2 separate regions of the Mus musculus genome follow, and region 1 is linked to region 2. A link is a contact called in public promoter capture Hi-C data. All regions are on one chromosome and are shown on one strand. The core of a region is the stretch at or near the end of the contact, and the rest is flanking DNA. Distances in the headings are between cores, read along the strand shown. Region 1 holds the start of Dnhd1 (dynein heavy chain domain 1). Region 2 holds the start of Rrm1 (ribonucleotide reductase M1).

What was found. Promoter capture Hi-C pulls out the DNA fragments that hold promoters and counts their contacts.
Region 1: a promoter capture Hi-C map of liver shows a contact between it and region 2, with 2.3 times the contacts expected there. The contact joins the promoter of Dnhd1 here to the promoter of Rrm1 in region 2. A contact is called at or near these places in 4 of 39 promoter capture datasets (cranial neural crest, frontonasal cranial neural crest, liver and 1 more).

Annotation. Positions count from the first base shown.
Region 1 is chr7:105,645,585-105,652,168 of GRCm38.p6, reverse strand. It overlaps Dnhd1 (dynein heavy chain domain 1), which reads right to left and starts at 1,393. Exons shown (of 44, transcript NM_001370803.1): 1 at 1,228-1,393; 2 at 898-1,097; 3 at 1-667. The coding sequence starts at 961. It also overlaps a transcript of Timm10b not described here.
Region 2 is chr7:102,438,137-102,444,344 of GRCm38.p6, reverse strand. It overlaps Rrm1 (ribonucleotide reductase M1), which reads right to left and starts at 2,650. Exons shown (of 19, transcript NM_009103.3): 1 at 2,302-2,650; 2 at 1,270-1,358. The coding sequence starts at 2,320.

The DNA.
Region 1 (6,584 bases), core at 144-2,643, 3.2 Mb before region 2:
ACAATGCCCAGACAGTGCTGTAGCTCAGGCAGTGTCAATGGTCGGAGCCACGTGGCCAATTCCTTTTTTTGTTGCCGGTCCCACTGGGCCTTCACAAAAGGGCATGCTGAGCATGGAGGCCCTCGATGAAACCTCTTCATCCATAGACCACAGTCAACATGGGAAGAACTATGTAACAAAGAACTGTCTGGGGGAAAGGCCTTGTCTATGGCATCTAGCAGGTCCAGCTCTAGCCGGGCTTGGACCTTGGGTGCCCAGCAGTACAGCTGCTCCAGGAAGGGCAGCAACTCGAGTTGACCAGCTAGCATCTCACGGTATGGAGGCAACAGGCCCAGTACTGCATGCAGATAGCGCCAAGCTTCACAACTGCCATCCTGCATCACAGCTGAGAACAGAGACTGAAGCTCAGACAGCAGCAGCTTCAGCAGTGTCCGCTGCTCTGATTCAACCACTGCCTTGAGATCCTCCTGTTTCATTTGACAGTCCCAAGAGTGTTCTTGTCCGCTGCAGCTACATCCAACGAGCCCAGACTGAAGGGTATAAAACCATGGGTTTTTCTTCTCTTCCAGAATAAAGTGGAGGCAGGTATTCAATTGCTGTCGAACAGATCTTGCCCACAGCTCGGGGTCCAAATGCCAATTCCAGGCTTTTGGCTTCTGGGTCTGACCTGTGGGACCCAGCGGGGGGGGGGGGGGAGGGAGGGAGGGACATGTAGAAGTTCTGGCTCTGGGCTGTGCCAGTAGGGTTAGGACAGCAAGGTGGATATAGAGTTGCAGAGCATAGGAAGACCAGTAGAGGGCCCTTACTGAGCCACTCACTGTCAAGGACTAGCACAAGTCCAAGAGGGAGCCCTCCCTGCCCAGGAGCTCCTTCCCACCCTCCAAGGCCTCGTCTCACCTGGCCTGCAGGATGTAGAAGGCATGGGAAGGGAAGGGGGACTGGTCTGTGAATGAGGTTTCATTGCGGAGCGCTCCCTGTCGTGAATGAACTTAGACTCAGTTCCAGTCACTTAACACAGAGACCGATACACGCTTGCAAAATCTTTGGAAAAACTGTGTTCACATGAGGAAAACTTCAGAGTGGAGGCTGGCAACCACCTTGAAAAGGAAACACAAAAGGGTTGTCACTCAAAGGCAGCAAAGCTCCCGTCCCCTGAAGCCTTTACCACAGACTGAGAAGGTCCAGAGTGCAAAGCCGGCTACTGGGTAGGGAAGCAGTTTAGGACACCTAGCGGAAAGACGTGGCAGAAGACAGCTCCCGGTGCGCCAGTGGGAGGGGCCTCCCTAGGCACTGGAAGAGCTGAGCCACTGAGGGCAAGGGTAGCAGATCCCAGAGCCAGAGCAGAGGACTCAGCTGCACCACCTGCTCCCAGCTGTTAGAACCGTTACAGAATCCTGGAGGCCCGAGCCTCAAATCGGAGCTAGAAGGAGAGTTCAACAGGCATGTGGGAGGGGCCTGGGGGCGGGACCGGGACCCAGGCCACACTAGCATACTGCTTTTAACCTGACACCCCAAAGGCCCAAAAAGAATCTGGCTGAGCGGGAGACTGAATGACAAGATTGATTTGGGGGCACTAACAGCATTAGGGGCGTGGTCGTAGGAAGCAAGTGTAATCCTAGGGACTCACTCGCTCACTGATTTTTCCCTCCCCTCCCTTGACAGCATATCCAACTGTCCCACCTCAAGTCCCAACAAGAAACCCGAGTAAGACAAACATCTTGTATCTCTCTCAACAAGCTACACATCTAGTAGTGAGTGGTTTAGTTATGAAAGAAAGAAAGAAAGAAAGAAAGAAAGAAAGAAAGAAAGAAAGAAAGAAAGAAAGAAAGAAAGAGAGAAAGGAAGAAAGCAACCTACCTCTGTTATAGATTTTATTCTAATCAGTGGAAATTTTGATAGGCCAGACAGTAAAAAGAGTAGACTTGGGGGAGGGGGGAGTAGGGTGTTTGATTTCATATATTTCAAGTTTTAAGTCTGAGATACAGATCTCACAGGTGAGAGGCATAGCTCAGTGGTCCAACACTTGCCTCATATGCTCAAAGCCCTGGGTTTAGTCTCCAGTCTAGAAATGAAAGCTGTCCTTGAAGTCATGACTCCCCTGCCTCAACCTCCTGAAGGAAAGAATTATATGTATGTGTCCAACTAGAAGTTTAGTGTTTGCTCTCACTTGAGTCACATTCAAGCTTGAGTATTCCCAGGACCATGGTTAGAGTGTTCTGCTTTCTCTAAGGCTAAGCAAATAGTCTTTGCTTTCAGGATCCAAGAGAGTTAGTTCATCACCTCCTCTGCCTAGGCCCATTACAACTAGTGAGATGAAGAAGAGAAGAAATCACACCTCTTTATGAAGGGCACAACCTGGAAGTTGCCTGTGTCACTCCTTCACTTGCCCTGACCTAGGCAAAAATAAAACTTTCACATCTAATCTTTTTTTTGCAAAGGTTGTGGTGGTTTGAATGAGAATGACCCCATAGGTTCATATATCTGAATGTTTGGTCCCTTGCTGGGGCTGTTTGGGAAAGATTAGAAGGTATAACCTTGATGGTTCATCTCACTGGTGGAAGGATTGTATACAAGAGTGAGCACTTTTCTCCACATTGTTCTCAAATTTTTATTTCAAGTTTCTGCTCAGGCATGCATCCCCTTATAGTGAATCCTTTAATTTCCCAGAAGTCAGCACTCTCCCAGGTCCAGACCCTCTTTTCCCCAAACTAATTTTACCCCATACTTTGATTGCTATCTCATATTTGCTTATCCATTTACCCTGATAAAAAATGTAAGCTCCTGGAGTTACAGAGACAAACTGTGGAGCAGAGAATGACCCAACAGGGGATCCATCCCATATAGTCATCAAACCCAGACATTATTGTGGATGCCAACAAGTGCTTGCTGACAGGAACCTAATATAGCTGTCTCCTGAGAGGCTCTACCAGTGCCTGACAAATACAGAGGTGGATGTTCTCAGTCAACCACTGGACTAAGCACAGGGTCCCCAATGGAGGAACTAGAGAAAGGACCCAAGAAGCTGAAGAGGTTTGCAGCCCCATAGGAGGAACAACAATATGAACCAACCATTACCCACAGAGCTCCCAGGGACTGACCACCAACCAAAGAGTGCACATGGAGGGACCATGGCTCCAGCCACATATGTAGCAGATGGCCTTGTCGGTCATCAATGGGAGGAGAGGCCCTTGGTCCGCCAGTGCCAGGAGATGGGAGTGGGTAGATTGATTGGTGAGCAGGGAGAGGGGGAAGGGGATAGGGAGTTTTTGGAGGAGAAACCAGGAAAGGGGATAACATTTGAAATGTAAATAATGAAAATATCTAATAAAAAAGAAAATAATAAACAGAATCATAACAGCAACAACAAAAACAAAAACATACAAACTCCATAGTGGCAGAGATTCTAATTGTTCTTATTGCCTCTTACTCTATCTCCAGTCCTTGGTGCTAAGTACTATGAATAGATGATTGTAAAATATGGGGAAAATGTATCAATGGATAACAATATTAATTGGTAAGACTGGTTCTGGGATCAGATTGCCTAAATTAAAATCTTGATTTTGCCACTTGGCTTATAGTTTTGAAAATGAAAATAGTGGCTACTTCTAGGACAATTATGAGATTAAATGATGTTATGTGTATAAAATATTTAGTCTCACAAAAATAGACTCTTGATATAATTGACATGAGTGAGACATAACAGGGTTCAGTGTGGAATGAGTAAGAACATAGGTAACCAACCAACTCTTTTTGTGGGGAAATCCACAGGTTGCAGAAGGTCAAGAAGTTTAGGCTTTGACACAACAGTTTTCCAGACAGGCAAAAATAAATGGGCATTCTTTATTCTCAAATAATAACATTGGCACCTGTTTCTTTGAGACTGAGTTTCTCTGTGTAATAGCTCTGGCTGTCCTAGAACTCAACACTCTGTAGACCAACCAGGCTGACCACAAACTCATCTCCTGAAAAAAAAAAAAAAAAAAAAAAAAAAGGCGGGGTTCTCCAGAGAGATGTGTGTGTCTCTGTGTGTATGTGTAAGGGAGAAGGGGGTTGAATTTGTTTCACACATGTGGAAGTTAGTGCTGCATCTTGAAGCAGAATTTTGACCTGTGTCCATGTATGTATGTATGTGTGTGTGTATGTGTATATATATATATATATATATATATATATATATATATATATATATATATATATATATATATATATGCACACAAAATTAATATAAATATAACTAAAACTGTTTAAGTCACTTCTTCAGGAGATTAGCGAGATGGCTCGGCAGTGAGCGACACTTGCCTTTCTTTCAGAGGATCAGAATTGGAGTCCTACCACCCACACTAGTTTACATCTTCACATAACTTCAGCACCAGGGGATCTGGCTTCTAAGGACACCACATGTGTGCTTACACACACACTCACACACAAATGCAAAATAAATTACTTAAGGTAGAATCTTGTTCTCATAAACAAGTAAATTTGGACTCAATGAATTTTCCATGGCAACATACATTTCTTCTATTTTAGCATTCTTTTTTTAATATATTTTTTATTTTTTGAAGATTTGTATTTATTTACTATATGTAGGCACACTGTAGCTGTCTTCAGAAATTCCAGAAGAGGGTGCCAGATCTCATTACAGATGGTGTGAGCCACCATGTGGTTGCCAGGATTTGAACTCAGGACTTTCTAAAGAGCAGTCAGTGCTCTTAACCTGTGAGCCATCTCTTCAGCCCAGCATTCTTTTAAAAAAGATGTATTCATTTAATGTATATGAGTACACAGTTGCTATCTTCAGACACACCAGAAGAGGGCATTAAATCCCATTATAGATGGTAAGAAGAAATGGGACTGGAGAGATGGCTTAGCGGTTAAGAGCACTGACTGCTCTTTCCAGAGGACTCGGGTTCAATTCCCAGCACCTACCTGGCAGTTCACAACTGGATTGCAGTTCCAGAGAATGTGACATCCTGACACAGACATACATGCAAGCAAAACAATGTGCATGAAAAGGTTAAAAGGAACTACTGAAAAGAATTTTAAAAAGGAAATATTTACACACAATTATAGGACCTACAAATTGAACGAGTAAACTGCTTGCTATAAATGGGCCTTTGGGTGATGATTGATCATACAGTGTTAGAAGATACCATCCAGTGAGTTTGGGGATTAAAAAGGCATGTCCAGTTGGCATGGGAGCTTGTTCCTATAGTCCTAGCACTCCAGAGGCTAGGATGGTGTCATAATAATAATTTCCTCTAGCCAAACATTATATCTTGGAGGGAAGCTCTTTAAGATAAAGATGTAGGATGCTCTAAAGTGAGTTGAGATACCGAATCCCGCAGGGAAGCTCTTTAAAATTCAGGAAGTAAACAATTCAAAACTTAAATGTTCCTGAATCTGACCAGAAGCATCAGGCCCTCCCTCACCAGGCACACATATGCAGTAAGGACTGCTGAGAGACACTCTCGGAAAAGAGAAGCTACCTTGGAACAGACACTCTCCAATCTGTCAAGCTGTCTTCCAATTATGCAGCGAGTCTGAAGTTCTAGCTTTTGTGACCTGTCATCCATGGTGATGTGCTCTCTTAGAGTCATTTCTGGTGCTGTAAATAACCCCTTATATACACTCCTATAAGTAGTCTCAATAAATTCACTAGTTCAACAAGTTAGACTATAGTGGTATCCTTACTTTTGGTCAATTTTCTACCTTGGATGAGTTTGCATCTCTAGAGTCCAAGACCAACCTAGGCAATATAGAGAGCGCTTGTCTCAAAAACAAACAATAAGATGTCAAACTCTAAATTACTGACAAAAGGTTACATTTGCAGAATTTCTATATCATCTAACAAAACAAACTTTCTCTTGATTTTTTTCATTGTTAATAATAAAATAAGAAGGAAGCTAAAAAACTATGTACTAGTTGCTTTGATGAGGATGCGATTTGAGTTATAAAGACATGGATTCTGTCCTTGCGAAGTACATACCATTAAGAAGTGTCACACACCCAACATACAAGAACTATATGAGAATTTTGGGAAAATGTCCTTAAGGAAATAGCAATTGGATAGGAAGTTCAGTAGGTAAAACAGGATGTCTCCTGCATTATATACCAGAAATAAACAAATACAAAGGCCCTTAGGACAGTGTATGAAGGAACCAAAGGCCAGTGTGGCTGGAGTAGGAGAAAGTAAAGCATGATTCAAGTCAGCGCAACACATAGGGCCATGAGTACCTAAAATGCAAAATTGAGGAATGAAATCATTCTAGAAATATTCAAGAGAAAAAGAACATGACTTAGTGAAGGCTATGAAGAGGGTGAGCCTAATACAAAGGTTAGGACACCATAATTAAAAGGATAGGAGTAAAACCTAATTATGGAATCAAGACGCTGAGAGGATGTCAATGAGGCACTAACTATAAATATTATCAGATGCCATTGAGAGATGAAGTATGTAGAGGCCCAGGAAATTTCAATGGATTTAGAGATATAAGGTTACCAGGTGATCATAGTAAGCACTTTTTGAATAGAGTAAGGGCTACAGAACTCTAACTGTGCTAGTCTGGGGAATGGGAATGGATAAT
Region 2 (6,208 bases), core at 1,401-3,900:
TGTGCTGTTAGATGAGGCAATAGAATGTCTAAAAACCAAGGTACTCCATTTGTTTCCCATTGCACTAACGTTAATTTAAGCAGTGTCCTCTCTCTCTTTAGACCTATCTTATCTACAGAATAAAGACGAAATAGGATGAGGTCTTAAGATCCATCCCAATATCAACATTCAACTATTTTAATTACTATCTCAAAATCCAAAATGTGTAGAATTATAATAAATATATTTTAAGGTATAAAATTATTTTTTCACTCTGGTAAACTAAGCATGTATTAAGTACCTAGTTAGAAAAATGACACACTGAGGCTAGCCCAAGAATAAGAGGTATTCATGAGGGTTAGAGAGATAGCTCAGCAGTTAAAAGTGTGTACTGCTCTTCCAAAGGACCTGACTTGGTTTCCAACATGCATCACGGGAGATTCCCAGCTGCTTTGAACTAGCTCCACAAGATGGGTAGAATACCCTCTTCTGGCCCTTTCAGGTACCTGCACACATGTGGTAGACACTCACAGAGACATAAACTAAGTCCAAAGGGGGGGAAAAAAAAAACCCTCATGAAAATAGTTGCAGTGGCTGTCTGCACGACAAGACTGGGCCCATCAGCATTCAGGGTTCATGGGGCCCTACCCTTCCCTGAGGAGATCTCTGCAGACCAATAATGGTTGCTGGAGGAGTCTTAACCCTCAGTGGCACAATCACTGGTAAGCTGCCCTTGCTCAATCAAGTAAATTAATTCCAGACCAATGTTCACACAACAACTCTAAGTAAATGAAGTGGGACAGATAGGGACCCAGACACACACTCACAAACACACACATAAACACACATGCACACACTCACACAAAGCACTAAGAGACTTATGGAGAAGATGGCTGTAGGAAGGAGATAAGAGGTCACTGAAGAAAGTATGACAAAAGTGTATTTTACATATGTATGTATAAAACTGTTAGAGACTCTTAAAAGTTAAATGAGTAAGATACACAGCACTCCTAATTCCAGATGACGGTAAATAGAACTAATTTCTACACTGTGTGGCTAAATACGGATAAACAAGATGCCTGACCAGTAGTCACATCAACTGTCCCCTCTTAGTTCATGTTCTGAGTTCTCCAGGAAATGAGAACTTGAAGGACACATCAAAATTAAGGAAAGTGTCAGGCAATAAATTCACATTTAACACTGAAGTATAGTTAAGTGAAGGGCTAGAGGTAAGTGACATAAAATCACATAGCATGCAAAGAACCCCTGATACACACTGTATTTACTTACAGGATCAACAAAGTCCATGTTGAGTCCATAACAGAGTTTCTGGATTCGTGATGTAATTTTGTCAAACATAACTCGCTCTTGGCGGCCATCTAAATAATCAAATCACAGTTAGCATTAGCAGTTATTAAGCGGGCAATACCAAAGAATCAAGTATATTCAGCTTTTAAAACTGTTTAAAACAATTAAGAGATTGTCTTTGGGGTCTGCAGAGACTGCTCAGTGGTTAATCATGTCTACTCGGATTAAGTCTTTGTCTATTTGGGTTAAAAGTCTTTGTCTATCGACCTATGATAGAGGAGGCAGCCCTCTGTGAGTTTGAGGCTAGACTGATCTACACAGAGTAAGTTCCAGGCCAGTCAGAGAAACCCTGTCCCAAGAACAAACAATGTAAAAAAAAAAAAAAAAAAAAAAACCTCCCCACAAAAATGCAGAGGCAGGAGAGATGATACTACACTCCCACCTCAGAAGAGACCAGAAAAATGACAGATGTTCAAAAAATGTGGTGTCCTGCCTTTTCTTTTTTTCCTTATTTCCTCCTACACCAGATCATCGACTCCGCGGTTCTTTTGTCTGTTATTTTGTTTAAGAAATGAGGAAAGACAGGCACAGGGCTATTATGAGCTATGGGTTTCAATTCTAACCTCACCAACTACTAGCTGGGGTGGAATGGGGGTGTTGGGGTGCTTTTTCGTGTCTTTGCAACCTCTTCTAAAAAAATGGAGCCAAAAGCAGCTACCTCTGAGGATGGCGGCAAGGAATAACAGTGCTCGGGAACAATCTCAGACAGGGTTGGAGGGAGTCTGGAAGGGAGCACAAAGTCAAAGTCAAAGGGAACACACAAAGGTCAAGAGAATGGGGACAGACTGAGCAGACACAGGCCCAGCTGACAGACAGGGCGGGAAGCGCGGCGGGAAGCGCGGGAAGCGGCGAGGCGCCGCGGGTCGGGCGGGTCGGGCGGGCCGGCGATAGTGACCGCTGGGCTCTCCGCAGCCGGGTCCCCTCTCCTCCTCCCCATCCCCACGGACCCCTCACCTCGCTTGATCACATGCATCGCCGCTAGAAGCTGAAGTGCTGAGAGGTTCGAGACCAGTTAGCAGCTCCGAGGCGAAGAAGGGACAGAGACGACTGTCAGATGTGAAGGGTTGGACTCCGAGAGGCTGCTCGGACGGAGGGATGGAAGCTGCGCGATAGACAGCACTTTCCTCACCAGAGCAGACTAACCGAATTACGAACTCCTTCCCGCTCCCGCCACCCGTGACGTGCAGAGCAACGCGACGGACGGAATTCGAATGACGTTCTTGACGTTTCAACGCCGGGAGTTGAATGGGCGGAAACTGAGCAGTAGACAGACAGCACACGAGTCCCTTGGCCGCCATATTGAGTGTGGGCAAAGCCCGGGAGACTGCGCTCCTTTCCACCACATTGGGTGAAAGCGGACCTGGCGGGAACGAGTTCTCCTGCCGCCATATTGGGTGTGGGCAAGCAAATCTCCCGAGTATTTTTATTTCATAACAAAAAAGTAACCAACCAGATATCCAGAACACCTTTTTCCTTTTTCCTTCTTCCTCCTCCCTTCCCCCTTCCCTACCCCTCTGACTTTTTTTTTTTTTTTTTTGCTATTTTACATTATGGACATTATGGAAACACCAAGATTTTGTTCTGGTTTGCACTAAAGCCTACAACCCGCAAATAAGAAGCAGATAGGAAGCCCGGGGCTCGTAGGTCTACACTCCTCAGTTAAAGAGTGGGGCTAGACCAAAGGTGTTTGAATTTCAGCCTTACAGAAATAGGGGTACTGTGAAACTCTTATGAAGGCCCACAGTCCATTTGCTTTTACAGTTTTGTGGATGGTAGTAGAGATAGGATCAGCAATAAGATAGTCGTCGCCACATTAATACGTGAAAACAGCCAGACATTATGCAGAGACCAAGACATCTGCGAATACTCAGTCCTAAGGGACTTCTCCATCAAATCCCTCCCCAAATGACTCAGGGGGCCCCATAGAAAAGGAGGAAGAAAGAGTGTAAGAACCTAGGGGGATGGAGGACACCGAAGAATCAAGGCCCTCTATGCTCTTATAAACTCTTGAGACTAAGGCAGCATGCCCAGGGCCTGCCTGCCTTCCAGTTTACTAGTGTTTTTTATGGGATTTTATAGTGTTCGCCTGAGTGTGCGAACAAGTGTATCTCTGATTCTTGTTCCTTCTCATGCATTCTGTCCTTCTGTTGGTTCTGTTCAACACTGATGTGCTAGTTTTCTTTCTTTTTTTTTTTTTCTTTTTTCTTTTCTTCCCTTGGAAGCCTGTTTGTTTTCTAACGAGAGACAAAACGGGGCAGGACCCAGATGGGGAGGAACTGGAAGGAGAGAAGGGAAAACATAATCAGGATATGTTATGTGAGGCGAAAAAAAAAATCCATTTTCAATAAAATGGGGGGAAAGGCTAGGTGAAAAAAAGAAAGAATAGTTAAAGTCGTACTTTAAACCTATTCAAGACAAGTATAAAAACTAATTTCGGTCATAAAACTGATCTTCATAAAATAATGTATGTGGCATTCTTTCGCTAAAACCTATCATTTGCTTCTTACACCCTCCAGAAGGGGTCCATCTCCACCCACAACTGACACATCATAGGAAATCCTACATGAAGCTAGAGGACCAGGGCTATCCAGGGGGAAAATATGATATGGAAACACAATTGATATTCAGATGTTAGGGGAATATAATATCATTTGCTAGAAATGGAGCTGGAGATCATCATAATAAGCCAAGCTTATAGAGACAAATATTGCATCTTTTTTTATAATGTGGAACCGAGGTCTAAAAAATAAAAGCAAACCAAAAATCCAAACTTGGGCCAGCTGCCAAAACTCTAGGTCAGTGCCTAGCCCAGTCCTCATCAAGAGGGGATTCCTTCTGCAGCTGGGAGCAGATATAAAAACCCATAGCCAAACATTAGACAGAGAAAGAGAGCCCAAACTGGAGATTTTCACAGGTCTCTCCCTTCAGAGCTTAGAGAAAGAACTGTAGGAGCCACAGGGGTGGAAGACACCAGGAGAACACGGCTCACTGAGTCAACTAAGCAGGCGTCATAGGGACTCACAGAGACTGACGCAGCAATCATGGAGCCTACAAGGGTCTGTGCTAGGTCCTATGCATGTATGTTACATTTGTTAGGTTGGTGTTTTTATGAGACTCCTAGCAGTGGGAGTGAGGGAATCTGACTCTCTTCTGACCCTTTTCCCGCTACTGGGCTGCCTTGCACAACCTTGATATGGGGGTTTGTGCCTAGACTTACGAATCTTGTTATCTTGCTATACTTGATATCCCTGGGAGATGGACTTTTTTTTTTTTTTTTTTTAATGGAGGAGTGAATGGGGGAAGAGGGGAGTTAGGGGGAGAATGGAAGGAGTTTCAGAAAGACAGGAAACTGTGGTCCAGATATATTGTATGAAAAAGTAAATAATAAAACTAAAAATAAAATAAAATAAACAAAAAACAAGGGGAGACACTATTTGGAAAGAGGAAGAGTATAATAGGGTAAAAGTTTCTCCATTTTGTCTCAGCTGAAGCCATCTTTGGTTCTACCCTCTCACTGAAAAGTCCCATTGGAAAGCATCCAACCCTGTTCTAGAAATTCAGGGTCAAAATGCTCCAGCTAACTTCATATTCTTGACTCTTGTAAAACTGCTTGCTTGCCCCTGCAATTGCCAACCAGTATATAGTGGGGATTTTGTGTGTGTGTGTTCTTTGTCTTTAAAAACTCCCTGTAATATGCATTCAAGGCTGCTCTGTGAGAAGTGTTTCTCTCCAGGCAGTCCCTGCCTGCTTAATACAGACTCTGTATTTGAATTTTGGTCAGGCTGAGGACCACAATGTAGCAGTGACCCTGTACTTGAGAATGGGCTAGGACCCTGGCAAAATTCAGAAATATTCTAAATTCTAAAGAGAGGTCCTTGTGTCTCTATGCTAACAGAGAACTGCTGAGAACTGATCCAATACAGGCTATCTAAAGATAGTGATCTCCTCCAACACCCAGAGAAGGCATGCATACCTTCTTGCCTTTGCTTCATAGTTTTCTAAAACTGTAAAGGCTACAAGTATGCTAGGAAAAAGGACTGAGTTATTTATCTCTCTAGTGACAAAACTATGAATAAATCCATTTCCCTTTACCAATGTGTTTCCTCATTTCTTTTGAAATGCAGAGAAACCGAGATGATTGGTTTGTGGACCTAAGAATGAACGTGGCTGAGAGGAGAGGGTGAATAATATCAAAGAGCATGCTATTCATGCATGAAGATACCAATATAAACCTCCGTATTTTATTCAAGGACTACATGCTTTAAAAAAAAAAAAAAAAAAAAAAAAAGGCAGGGCCGTTGAGATGGTAGTAAAGCATTTACCACTAAGCCCAACAATCAGAGTCCAACCCCCGCCCCGCCCCCCCACCCCCCACCCTCCGCCCCAGGATCCACACAGGAGAGAACCCGATCCTACAAGTTGTCCCCTTTGACTTCCACATAAAGGTTATGGTACACATTTGAACCATTTAAGATGTCAAGTGGGAAGCCCAGCAGTGGTAGTCTATCCCTTTTATGTTTTTGTTGTTGTTATCATTGTTTTCTGTTGGTTTGGTTTTGTTTTCCAAGACAGGATTTCTCTGTGTAGCCCCGACTGTCCTGGAACTCACTCTGTAGACCAGGCTGGTCTCAAACACAGATATCCGTCTACCTCAGTCTCCCCAGTGTTCGGGTTACAGGTGTGTGCCACTACGGCCTGCCCCTTTTATGTTTTTCAAAACACTAATTTATTTAAGCTGTGTATTTAATGCTAAATACTGGCCCCCAAGATCTGATCCCTCAGCAATGAGGAAACCCTGTCAATAACCCCTTGTTCTAACTTGCCATCTTCTTCTTCAGCTGCTCTTCCTCTGACCATCCAA